2 separate regions of the Pan troglodytes genome follow, and region 1 is linked to region 2. A link is a contact called in public HiChIP or PLAC-seq data. All regions are on one chromosome and are shown on one strand. The core of a region is the stretch at or near the end of the contact, and the rest is flanking DNA. Distances in the headings are between cores, read along the strand shown. Region 1 holds the start of TMEM132E-DT (TMEM132E divergent transcript). Region 2 holds the start of FNDC8 (fibronectin type III domain containing 8).

Evidence for each region. HiChIP or PLAC-seq counts read pairs in DNA pulled down with a chosen protein or histone mark.
Region 1: a contact with region 2 is called in an H3K4me3 HiChIP or PLAC-seq map of stem cell-derived excitatory neurons, with 6 times the contacts expected there. The contact joins the promoter of TMEM132E-DT here to the promoter of FNDC8 in region 2. A contact is called at or near these places in 1 of 7 Hi-C or Micro-C datasets (stem cell-derived neural progenitor cells) and 1 of 1 datasets of contacts at active chromatin or transcription factors (stem cell-derived excitatory neurons).

The regions. Positions count from the first base shown.
Region 1 is chr19:33,027,009-33,033,295 of NHGRI_mPanTro3-v2.0_pri, reverse strand. It overlaps TMEM132E-DT (TMEM132E divergent transcript), which reads right to left and starts at 4,226. Exons shown (of 3, transcript XR_675287.5): 1 at 3,657-4,226; 2 at 1,910-2,402; 3 at 1-1,356. TMEM132E (transmembrane protein 132E) reads left to right here and starts at 4,351. Exons shown (of 9, transcript XM_016932005.4): 1 at 4,351-5,932. The coding sequence starts at 5,866.
Region 2 is chr19:32,479,295-32,485,413 of NHGRI_mPanTro3-v2.0_pri, reverse strand. FNDC8 (fibronectin type III domain containing 8) reads left to right here and starts at 1,313. Exons shown (of 6, transcript XR_010152904.1): 1 at 1,313-1,706.

The sequences.
Region 1 (6,287 bases), core at 2,977-5,476, 540 kb before region 2:
GGGGCCCAAATCCAATATGACTAGCGTCCTTATAAGAAGAGGAAGATAAACCATGATTCATGAACACAGAAAAATGACCGTATGTGAAAACATAGCAAGAAGGTGTCCATCTTCTAGCTAAGGAAAGAGTCCTAAGGGGAAACCAACCCTGCCAGCACGCTGATCTTGGACTCCAGCCTCCAGAACGGTGAGAAAAAAAAACTTCTGTCGTTTAAGCCATTTGGTCTGTAGTATTTTGTCACAGCAGCATGAGCAAACTAATACAGTTGCCTTGCCTTCTAGGACTGGAACCCAGGTCTCTGCTTGGGAAAGCCACATGCTGGCCATCATGCTGCCCTTAACTGCTGACATTCTCCTGTCCCACAAATAGCTATTGGTGCTGGAATCTGAGCTGGGAGCTCAGCCTACAGGGGAAGGCAAAGCAGCCCAGCTGCAGGGTGAAAGTTCGACAATTGCTACAATAGCCACGTGTATGCATAACTGTGTACTAAATGGGGTGAATGTCTAACAGCATGTAGGTGTGAATCTGGGTGCTGGGGAAGGGGAACAAGAGGCTGAGCTACTCAGAACAGTACTGCAGAAAGAACACTACTTTCTCATCAGAGGTGCCTGTGTTCCCAGAGCCCCTGTGCTGGCCTCCTTCACACACTGCCCTCCCCGTGTTGAACAGCCTATTTATGCCTGGTACCCCACTGCCCCTAAACATGTCCACCCAGAAATGGTAGCTTTGCTATATATGAAATCCTAGGCCCTTGCATATCACAGTGAAAGTGGCTAAATGGGTTACGTATCTGAGCTTTGGAATCACATATATGTGGTTTTGAGCTGTGACTCTGCTACTTTATAGCTCTATGACCCTAGGCAAGAAACTTGCCTTCACTGAGCCTCAGTTTTCTCATCTGGAAAATGGTTATAATAACAGTACCTACGTAACAGCGTTGTAGTGAGGACTCAGATAATGCATGCAAAATGCCGGGCACAGTGACTGGCACGTAAAAAGCATGGATTCATTAACATTAGTCATTAATATTACTAGGTTCTCTATATGGGTTGGTGAAAGCTCTTGAACTTCTGCTATCTGGGCCTTATCTGTCTTGTTCAACCTATGCATTCCAGTACAGAAGCATTCCATAATACTTCACACACAATTAGAGCTCAATAAAAATTTCAAAGGATTTCATAAAATGACTGAATTAACAGGCCTCCGTTTTTGCAGCTGTAAAATGAGAGGGCTAGCTTAGGAAATCTCGGAACCCCCTTGAGCTGAGACAGAGTCGGATTCCAGGATGATCCCAGGAACGTGTCTTCATGATGCTCCACATTGGCTCATCTGATTGTCTCCTGATGGTAGACATTCTGAAAAACAGAGGCATGCTGAAGGACAGATGTCACCTGGCCTATCATGAGGGCAGGTCAGGCATGGGAGGAAGTGGGTGCCAGTTTATGTATGGGTCCTTGATAAGCATCCATGCAGGGCACTGGGGCCTGGGACAGAACCCCACTTGCTGCCTGGCTTCTTGGCAGGAGGACAGGGCTCTTCCAGGCATCACCTGGGAACTGGTGACTGAGATAACCTCCAACCATTACCAATCCTCTGTCCAGAAGACACAAACAGAATGGAAACAGCAGAGACACTACCACCTTAAGTTGATAAGGTGCTCATCTGGGATAGAAGAGTACACACATGCCAGGTCCTCTCTCCAGCCCGGGCTCCAGTTGGGGTGGCTCCTCTGACTTCCCCTCATCTAAGCTCCAGTGGCATTGCTGTTTGGGAATCCGTAACTAGGACTAACAGGTGAAACCGAGGGCAGTCTGCTGGGGTAGTAGGAAAGGCAGAGGGAATGTATAGAACCCCTTTCCAGGTAAATGACATGCAGGATTGGAATAGCTGAAACAACTGGCTGTCTACCTTGTGCCAACTGCCTTCTCTCTGAGCAGTAGGATTTACACTGCTGAGAATGACAGGTCCACGGAGCACTGGAGGTTGCAGTCATATTTTATTCTCCAGGTGGGCTATCGGCTGCCCTTCACTTCCCTGAGGCAAGGAGGAGGAAAATCTGGCATTTGGAGAGTCAGAGGATCATCAGGCCCATGGACTTGGCACAAGGCTTCAATCCAGGAAGGGTAGATCCATATCGGAGGTACAGGAAGAACTTGAGGCTGAAACTGTGTTCTCTAAATATAGCAGGCTGCTCCCTCGCCCTTTCCAACCACAGGCCTCAGTCTTCTCCATAAGATGAGCAAAGTGCATGATGCCAAATCACACCACAATTGCAAGCAATTAGAAGCTTAGTGTCTGCCTTCCCTCCTAGAAAGTTAGTTCCATGAGGACAAGAGCTGGTTTTGTCTTGCTCACTGTTGTACCTACAATGCCTGTGATGTTGGAGATATGCACCATACTACTGTGAAAGGGAGGGACAGAGACAGGGAGGAAAGGAGGGGGAGAAACTGAATCACAAAGGAAGGTCACATAAGAGCTATGGGGTAGGGTGAGATGGGGTTGCAGAGAGAAGAATTCTATGTCTGAGTCCCTGCCCACCCTGACCAGAACACTGTGCTATTTCCACAGATGGCTGGGAGAGATGCAACATTGCTGCCCCTCAGACCCTAGCGTCAACTGGGAACATTTGAGGAGAAAGGAAATTTGATCCACAACACAGGGTAAGGTGTGTCTTGGGCTCAGAAAAGCACCTTGTCTCTTCCTTCTGGCCATGCTCAGGCTCCATGACCCTTCTGATGGGGTGCTGGGCAGGGATGGAGGGCCCTCCCTGCTTCCTTCCTCCTCTTCCTGAAGCCCTCCTCTGCCTCAGGAGGTGGATCTTTCCCCCTTTCTCCCCCACACAGAGCCTGATTGCTAGCTTGCTTCTCAGGGGGTTGGTGAATAAGCCCTTGGGTGACATTAATTGCCATCAGGCATTAGGGGCCTAATGAGAATAATCTTCTTTGACGACTCCAGCACCTTCTATCCCCAGGGCCTCCAAGAGCTGGCCAGCTCTCCTCAGGCTGCACCTCCCCCCAGCTCCAGACAGATGTGGGGGTGGGGGAAGGGCCAGAGCAGCCCTCTACAGGCCCCAGTACCAAGCGAGGCAGCAACAGCCAGCAGCCAGGGAGGAGGAAGCCTTCCATGAAAAATGCAAGCACATTTTCCAAAAACAAAATGTCACTGTCCTAGATGAAAGGAAACTCTCAGGGTCAAGAGGGCTAGCATGGAGTCAGGCAGATGGAGGGCACGGTTTGAGTGCTCCAGCTGGCTTTGCTCTGACCTGGCCCCACACTCTCACTCCAGTTGAGTGCAGAGGTATGGAAGGGTGACCCTCGAGATCCATATCCTCCCCAGTAGGGATATGTCCATGGGATTGAAGACCCTGTCCCTCCAGAGCAGGGTAGGATTGAAATTCACCCTCTGGGAATTGGAGTTGATACCCAACGAAGCTATAAAATCATTGCCATGGATCCGATGCCTGGTTGACAGATGAGGTGTGAAGGTTGACTTGCCGGGTCTGATCTAGCTTGCACTCTAATGGAAAGGGCCTGATGGTGGGAACAGATATCACTCCAGCCACCCCTCCCGATAGTCAGCAGGTGCCTGGGTGAGTATGCAAGAGGGGCAGTTCCCCACCCCCACCTCATGCCTCTTTAAAGGCTTGCTAAACAACCTGTAGGAAAGCACTGTCCCCTCCTCTTCTCCGTCTTCCTTCCCCAGCAACAGAATAAATAGCTTTCCCGCAGCTGCGCCCCGGACCCATCCCGCACGAAGCTGAGCCCCAGAGCCCCCGCGGCCCGAGAGGAGCTGGGCACAGCAGCGAGGCTGATTCCCAGCCAGTGCCCAGCGAACTCTGGGGGTGGGGGTAGGGTGCCCCCTACCCGCGCCTCTGGAAGAGCGGCTGCAAAACACCTCCGGCGCCCGGTGGGGAGCGTGCATCCTTTGAAAAGGGACATCAGTGACTGCGGTGGCGTCTACCCTGGAGAAACGCAGCTGAGGGAGGTGGAGGCTCCTCCCGCCGCAGCTGGCCGGCCCCATTCGGGTCCCAGCGCTAGCCGGCGTTGGGAAGGAAAAATCAAACATAAAATAGGGGCGAGCGGAATCGCGAGGTCGGCCCTTGGCCCGAGTCTCATTAAGGAGCCGCGCGCGCCGCCAGGCTAGGAATGCGGAATGGACACGTGGACAGAGGAGGGGGAGCTAGGAGTGGGGGAGTCTCCGTGGCGCGCGAGCTGTGGGCCGCGCGCTCCGGGGCCACGTGACCACGGGGAATCTGGGAGGGGTGGGAGTGAGCGCGCCAAGCTCGGCGCCCGCTTCTGCCCGGGTGGGCGCTGAATCCCGGACGGAGGAGGAGGGCGGGCGAGCGCGAGTGTGTGTGTCTCTCTCGAGTCATTTACGGCGGAGCAGCCGGCGCGAGCGCCGAGGAGGCGGCGAAGGCGGCGGCGGCTGCTTCGTGCAACTGTGGCTTCCCCCACCTCCTCTTCCTTTTTGCTCCTCGATTCTTCTTCTCCCCCCACACACGTCCATGGGGAGCCGGCTCCCCTGCCAGCACCTCCTCTCCTCTCGGCCCCGTAGGCACCAGCTGCCGCTTCCCTGGCCGCAGGCTGCGCAGGTGCCGGCTGCCCTGGCCCCTGGCGCCGCGCCCGCGTCTCACCGCCCGCAGCCCGGACTGGCGCGGCGATCCGCTCGCCCAAACTGACTCGGAGGGAGCGGGAGCCGATGCCCGGCAGCATCGAGACAGCGGGCGAACGGGCGTCCGGGGACAGGGTGGGGGCGGCGGGGAGGAGGCGTCGGAGACTCTGAACCCCAGAAAAGTTCAAGGTTTGTGCAGGTTCCCCCAGGGAAAGCGAGGAGCGAGGCGGGGCAGCGCGCCCCTCTGCCGAGACAGCGAGACCTTAGCGGGGTGGCCCGGAGCTGCCGCGAGCTGCAGGAGCCCCTCTGCATCTTACAGCGTTTATGGTCATCAAGCTGGAGTCGACGTCCTGGGCAGGAAGGGCTCGGGGCAGGGCGCATTAGCCGGCTTTCTCGCTCCCTCGCTTCTCCAAGCCCCATCTACATGGGGCAGCCCGTTCTGGCCGCGCCACCCTCGCCCCAGCCGCCGAGCGGCTGCCTGGGCAGGAGGCGCTGAGCCGGCCTGTGTGGAGCCTGGGCCCTGATCCAGACTGGAGAAAGCGCGCTGGAGCGGAGGAGCGAGCCTTGCGAGGGGACAAACATCTGGCCGCCCGCCTCGGGCATCCGGTCTGGGCGTCGCCTAGGGTGGTGGCGACCGGCGTCGCCAGTTTCAGCACCGCACGGAAACTTTTCCTTCTCCAGATGGATTAAAGTTGTCTGGATTTTCTCTTTCTTTGAGAAAGACAGCATTCATTTACACCTGACCTGGGATTTTTATGCTGGGCTGCTGCAGAGGCTTGGAGGAAGAAAGCGGCGCTATCCATGTGCGGTTACTACCGAAACCGAGGAAACTGGGGATTGCGTTGGAAGTCTGCACCCTCGAGTGAGTTCGGATTCGAGCTGGGCCGTGGGGCCGGGAGATTCAGCACTGGGCTCTAGGTAGCCCCCGGGACGCCCGCGGCCACCGGGCTCCGGACTGCACGTGCAGCTCCCCCCGCGCCTCGCAGATCCTGCAGGGGGCACCAGCTGGGGGAGGTGGAGGCTCCTCCCGCCCGGAGCTGCGCCCCCACCGGCTCCGAGGGTGTAGCCGCCAGCGCCTGGGACGCCCCCTCCCCGCAAAGTGTCCCCGAATTGCACTCTCTGGTCCCGGAGCTGCATCTGAGACAGCCGGGCGCCACGGCAGCCCTGAGTTGGATGTGACCAAGCCCAGCCTGGGGCCAAGTCGTCGTCGTCGACTGTTGCCCTCTCGGACCCCTCCCGCCCCCGCCTCGGCCATGGCCCCGGGGATGTCGGGCCGCGGCGGCGCCGCCCTGCTCTGCCTCTCAGCGCTGCTCGCCCACGGTAAGTGTCGCGGCGCGGACTCGGGGTGAGGATGCGGCAGGCGCCACTGGAGGGGGTACGGGGAAGACTGGGGAGAGGAGCACCCACACCCCCTGGACTCGCAGCCGCCACTCCGGGTTTGGCGTCTCTGGCTGCAGCTCGAGTTACCGCCAGCCCCCGAGCCCTCCGGCGAGCTCAGCTGAGGGGACCGAGCCCGGCGCCAGAAAAGGGTGGGGGGAGGGTGTCGCTCCAGTCCTCTCCTGGTTATAAAGAAGGGTTCGAACCCGAAGGTCTGGGGGCGTGTCCGCCCACGGAAATCTAGAGGGATCCGAGGGATCCTCCGGATCGCGTCCAGGCCCCCCCCCCGCCCCCGTCT
Region 2 (6,119 bases), core at 64-2,563:
CATCATTACAGATTATACGACAGGTGTCAAGAAGCAGCAAAGCATCCAGAGGGCACCTGCGTCTATTTTTCAAAAGTTTGTTTTGTTTTGGTTGAGACAGGGTCTCGATCGGCCGCCCAGGCTGGAGTGCCCTGGTGAGATCTCAGCTCATTGCAGCCTCGACCTCCTGGGTTCAAGCGATCCTCCTGCCTCAGCCTCCTGAGTAGCTGGGACTACAGTCACGTGCCACCTTGCCCAGCTAATTTTTGTATTTTTTGTAGAGGTTTCGCCTCTACAAAATGGGGTTACACCATGTTGCCCACACAGGTCTCGAACTACTGGGCTCAAACAATCCTCCTGCCTTGGTCTCCCGAAGTGCGGGGATTACAGGTGTGAGCCACCGTGCCCGGCCTTTATTTTTTATTTTATTTTTTATTTTTTTTTAAGGGTAAGAAACCTTGGTTATATAGAACACACACAAAAAGATATGATTTGGTATTTTTTAATGTCCTTTGCTTTGCCTCATCCATAGGAAGAAATAAAACTTTACATGGTTATCTCATCACAAATCTGTGAGGGAGGCGCTATTTTTTATCCCTGTTTCACCAATGAAGAAACTGAGGTTCAGTGAGGTTAAATCACTTGTCAAAGGTCACCCAGCTAGGCGGCACAAGGCTGGACTTCACATCCACATCTGACTCTGCAAAGCCAGTGCTTTCTAACAGCCCCCCTCCCCACCCCTGAAGCTGTGTACATGTTTTCCTACTGTAAGGTGGTTTCTCTGAGAGCAGAGATCATGTGTGGCCCATCTCTGTATCCCACTGCAACTGCCACCATTGTCACTCCACACAGGAAAGTACTTAGGAGTGTGGGTGTGGCACATTTAGAATTCTAGCAGTGAAGTCTGATCATATGTGAGCCATGAACCCCTATGAACCATGTGGGCTTTCCCTTTCACTAACCGACTGGGCACAGTGGAGTCTGCAGCCTATGGTTTCAGGATAGAGAGCCTTAGCTTCTACGGACAAAGTTTCCCTCCCCAACAGACACTTTCCAATACTGCCTATCTCTCAGGGCCACACCACCATCCTCTACATCCCACGCCCGTCTCTCAGCATCCTTATTCTCCTTCCCAGGGCAGTGCGGAAGGACACAGGTGTCAGGCATTTTGAGATCTTCAGAGAAGGGCAGGGCTGCCATCACCATGGAGTATTAGAGCTGGAAGGGGCCCAAGGGCTCATGCAGTCTGTTCCTTGGTTTTACCCCTCTCATGATGCTGCTTCACAGTCACACTGGCCCTTGGTCTGGCCAGCCACATAGCTAGCCTGGCAGCAGTAGCCTCAAATCAAGGGGGGAGGCTGGCCTGTAATTGTTACACTCTGTGATGATTATGAAGTCAGCTCATTGCACCTGCAGACTGCCCAAACTAAAGGTGGGCCACTGCCCCCACAGTTTCTCTCTGCTTCTGGTCAGCTGGGTTGTCCTGCATGGTGACGGGTGTCATCCCGAACAAACCAGATGGCATCAGAGGCACTCCATCAAGTGGGAGATGGGGAGGAGGCTGTACTGAAGAAAGAAAACTTCAACATGATGAATGCCCTTGACCAACTGCCAAAACCCTTTCCAAACCCCAAGTCTATGAACCGGACCGTCACTACCAAAGGACTCCCACTAGTCTCAAAGGGCAATTTGGTCAACTTCTTGGAGGATGATACCATCAACCTACTGTAAGACACAAATCTGGTCCCTCCCTCCCTCCCTCCCTCCCTCCCTTCCTTCCTTCCTCCCTTCCTTCCTCCCTTCTTTCCTTCCTTCCTTTTTTTTTTTTTTTTGACAGGATCTTGCTTTGTCACCCAGGCTGGAGTGCAGTGGTGCAATCTCGGCTCACTGCAGCCTTGAATTCTTGAGCTCAAGTGATCTTCCCACCTCCACCTCCCAAGTAGCTGGGACTATTGACGCGCCACCACCACACCTGGCTAATTTTCATATATATATATATATAATTTTTTTTTTTTTTTTGTAGAAACGGGGTTTCACCATGTTGCCCAGGCTGGTCTTGAACTTCTGGGCTCAAGCGATCCTCCCGCCTCAGCCTCCCACAGTGTTGGGATTATAGGCTTGAGCCACCATGCCTATAGTTTCTAAGAAAGGCTGGAGCCGGGGGCTGGGCAGAGAGACAAAGAATCTATACTTCCCTGACTTGTCACAACCCAGTTCCTTGACTCCCAGAGAAGAGCGTGTGGGCAGGTTGGATCTATTTATATATTCCTGAGCCCCAAATTACTTCTTGGAGGCATATGGAGCTCCCACTCCAGGAGGCCTTCTTGGATTAGTCAGTTTGTTGACAGTGCTCCTTATCCTGCCTTGACTGGCTGTGGTCCTCACCATCACCAAACCCCTGACACACCCATGGCTCCTCTTCCTCAACCCTCTCTCTTTGGTACCTTCATCTACCTGACTGCTCCCCAGTAGCCTGCCTTCCTTTGGACTGGGTTTTGCTGTTCCTCCTCACCAAGTCTGGTTTTCCTCTACTTCATTCCACAAAACTCTTTGAGCACCTGCAAGGTGTCTGTCCCAGTGTTTAAGTTCTGGGAACGTAGAGCTGGAAAGCACAGTCTCTGCCTTTAAGGAGCTCCCAGTCTGGCATGTGGAGGTCAGGGGTGAAAGGATGGGGATCATGCAATAATGAGAATGATATAGCATGGTCTGGTAAGTGCCAGGACAGGATGCCTTGAGGGACCAGAGGGGCTTAGTATAGCTTGAGACTGGGTGCAGTTGAAGGAGGCTTCTTGGAGGAAGTGATATTTGAGCTGAGTCTCCAGGGAAGGAAAGGAGTTAGCCAGTGAAGGGGTGGTGGTACAGGGTGATGTGGGATGGGGGAATTACTTGCAGGTCACCCACCACATGGGTGAATGACCTGTGCAGTCACAAATAGCCCTGCACTTACAAGGGGCCTGTGCTTAGTTTAATGCTTTTCTGTTACTATCTTCAAATTCAGAATTTTTGAATAAGGGGCTCAGGGTACTTCAATTTGCACTGGGCTCCACAGACTACATAGCTGGTCTTGAGTATGTGAGAGGGATGTGGTGTCCATTCCCCAAAGTGCCCGTAAGCAAGCAGGTATGGCTAAAGTGATGGATGCTCGTAGGAAACTTCATGGTATACTGGGAATCTTGGACTAGAAGCCCAAACTCAGATCCAAGTTCTGCCACTTAGAGATTTATGGTCTTAGACAACTTAATTAAGATCAGAGGCCAGATGGGGTAGCCCATGCCTGTAATCCCAGCACTTTGAGAGGCTGAGGCAGATGCATCACTTGAAGTCAGGAGTTTGAGACCAGCCTGGCCAACATGGTGAAACCTCGTCTCTACTAAAAATACAAAAATTAGCTGGATGTGGTGGCACGCACCTGTTGTCCCAGCTACTCAAGAGGCTGAGGCGGAAGAATCCTTTGAATCTGGGAGGTGGAGGTTGCAGTGAGCCAAGATTGTGCCACTGCACTCCAGCCAGGGGTCTGGGAGACAGAGCAAGGCTCCATAAAAAAAAAAAAAAAAAAAAAAAAAAAAAAAAAAAACAGATCAGGGACCCTCAGCCCCTCGTTTGCCAAATGGGGCTAACACCCATCCAGCAGAGCTGTTGTGAACATCAGGAGGAGGAGATGTTCAGCATGTAGCCAGTGCCTAGCGGCCTTCTGTGCTTGCTTCAGTACCAGCATTTGCAGTAAGTGAATCTGAAATATTAATTCATTAGGACAATCTAAAGCACATATGACATTAATACCCAGACTCTTCAGTCTACAAAAGACCTTGGTGGGGGAATCATTTATTCCAAATGTCCACCAAGCGCTAGCATAGGGGATCTGGGCTAATCAGGATTTCTCAGGAGGAGGCTGATGAGGCTGGAACTTGGGGAGGAAAAACTTGGCCCGTTCATCATCCAAGACGTGGGAGGCTGGATGGGAGTAAGGGATCCACAAACTGTGGATTGTGACCTATTAATGGGTCAAGAAGTCCTTCTAGTTGGTGAAGACCACTATGATAAAAATAAACTGGCCGGGTGCAGTGGCTCACGCCTGTAATCCCAGCACTTTGGAAGGCCAAGGCGGGCAGACCACGAGGTCAAGAGATCGAGACCATCCTGGCCAACATGGTGAAACCCCTTCTCTACTAAAAATACAAAAATCAGCTGAACATGGTGGCCGCACCTGTAGTCCCAGCTACTCGGGAGGCTGAGGCAGGAGAATCACTCTCACCCAGGAGGCGGAGGTTGCAGTGAGCTGAGATCATGCCACTGCACTCCAGCCTGGCTGAGAGAGTGAGACTCCATCTCAAAAATAAATAAATAAATAAATAAATAAATAAATAAATAAATAAATAAAATAAACTATAATAGAATTGGAAATTCCAGAGCCCATTGCACACAGAGTAAGTGTTGGTCTGTGAAATGTTTGTCTTAGTTATAGGTGTATATATGCATGTACTAAGTTGCCATGGAAAGTGTATTTTACTTTGGGTAAAGGTAAAAAAAGATTTGAAAGCCAAACTTTTTGGCTTGGTGTTCTTCATCAGTTAAAAAAATATTGTTTTTTGTTTGGCTGGGGGCAGTGGCTCACGCCTGTATTCCCAGCAGTTTGGGAGGCTGAGGCCGGCAAATCATCTGAGGTCAGGAGTTTGAGACCAGCCTAACCAACATGGTAAAACCCCATCTCTACTAAAAATACAAAAATTGGCCAGATGTGGCCGTGTGGGCCTGTAATCCCAGCTACTCGGGAGGCTGAGGCAGGAGAATCACTTAAGCCAGGGAGGCAGAGGTTGCAGTGAGTCGAAGTCACACCAGTGCACTCCAGCCTGGGCGACAGAGCGAGACTCCAGCTCAAAAAAAAAAAGAAAAAAGAGTAAAAACAGAAAAAAGAAATGTTAAGTGGTGGGGATCATGTACAAGGTTTTTCTTTGTAATAGCAAACATCTCATAACAATACAAATGTCCATATAGGCTGGGCACAGTGGCTCATACCTATAATCCAAGCACTTTGGGAGGATCGCTTGAGCCCAGGAGTTCGAAATCAGCCTGGGCAACATGGCAAAACCCTGCCTCTACAGAAAAACACAAAAATTAGCTAGACATGGTGATGTGCACCTGTAGTCCCAGCTACTCAGGAGGTGGAGGTGGACAGATGGCTTGAGCCCGGGAGTTTGTGCCACTGCACTCCAGCCTGGGCAGCAGAGGGAGACCCTGTCTCAAAAAACAAAAACAAAAACAAATATCCATGTAATGGAAAATCATAAAACAGTAAAAATGACTGAACCAGGGCTACATGTATCAAGATAGATGAATGTCAACACAAAGTTGAGTGAAAAAAGCACGTTGCAGATGGGTATGTGCTGAATAATATCTTTTATTTGTACAACATCTACAAACATGAAAAATAATAGATCTTGCCTAGGGATAACATAAATATGTAAGAAACCTATAAAGACACACATTGAGTAATAAATACACAATTTAAACTTTACTGTATTCATTACTTTTCGGTCGAAGGGTGGGGACTTTGGTGGGAGACAGAAGTGTCTGGGGGGCTTTACCCATAGTGATAAGATTTTATTTCTAAAGGTAGATGAGGAGTAAATGGAGGTTTAATATAATATTCTTGATATTTTTGTATAAGTCTAAAATACTTCATAATTTAAAAAAATTCAGAGTGGAAGAAATAAGTTTTTGAGCATCCACACCAACATATGTATATTTGTTTTATTTTATTTTTGAGACAGGGTCTCACTCTGTTGCCCAGGCTGGAGTGCAGTGGCAGGATCTCGGCTCACTGCAACCTCCACCTACCAGGCTCAAGCGATCCTCCCACCTCAGCCTTCCAAGTAGCTGGAATTACAGGCAACCGCCACCATACCCAGCTAATTTTTTGTATTTTTAGTAGAGTCAAGGTTTCGCTATGTTGGCCAGGCTGGTCTTGAACTCCTGACGTCAGGTAATACACCCACCTTGGCCTCCCAAAGTGCTGAGATTACAGGTGTGAGCCACCGCGCCTGGCCCATATATGTATTTGTATTTCTGTTAATTTTACGTGCTAGATATTAATAGGTATTATTAAATGCCACTAAAATGTAAGTAAATATTAGTAATTCCAT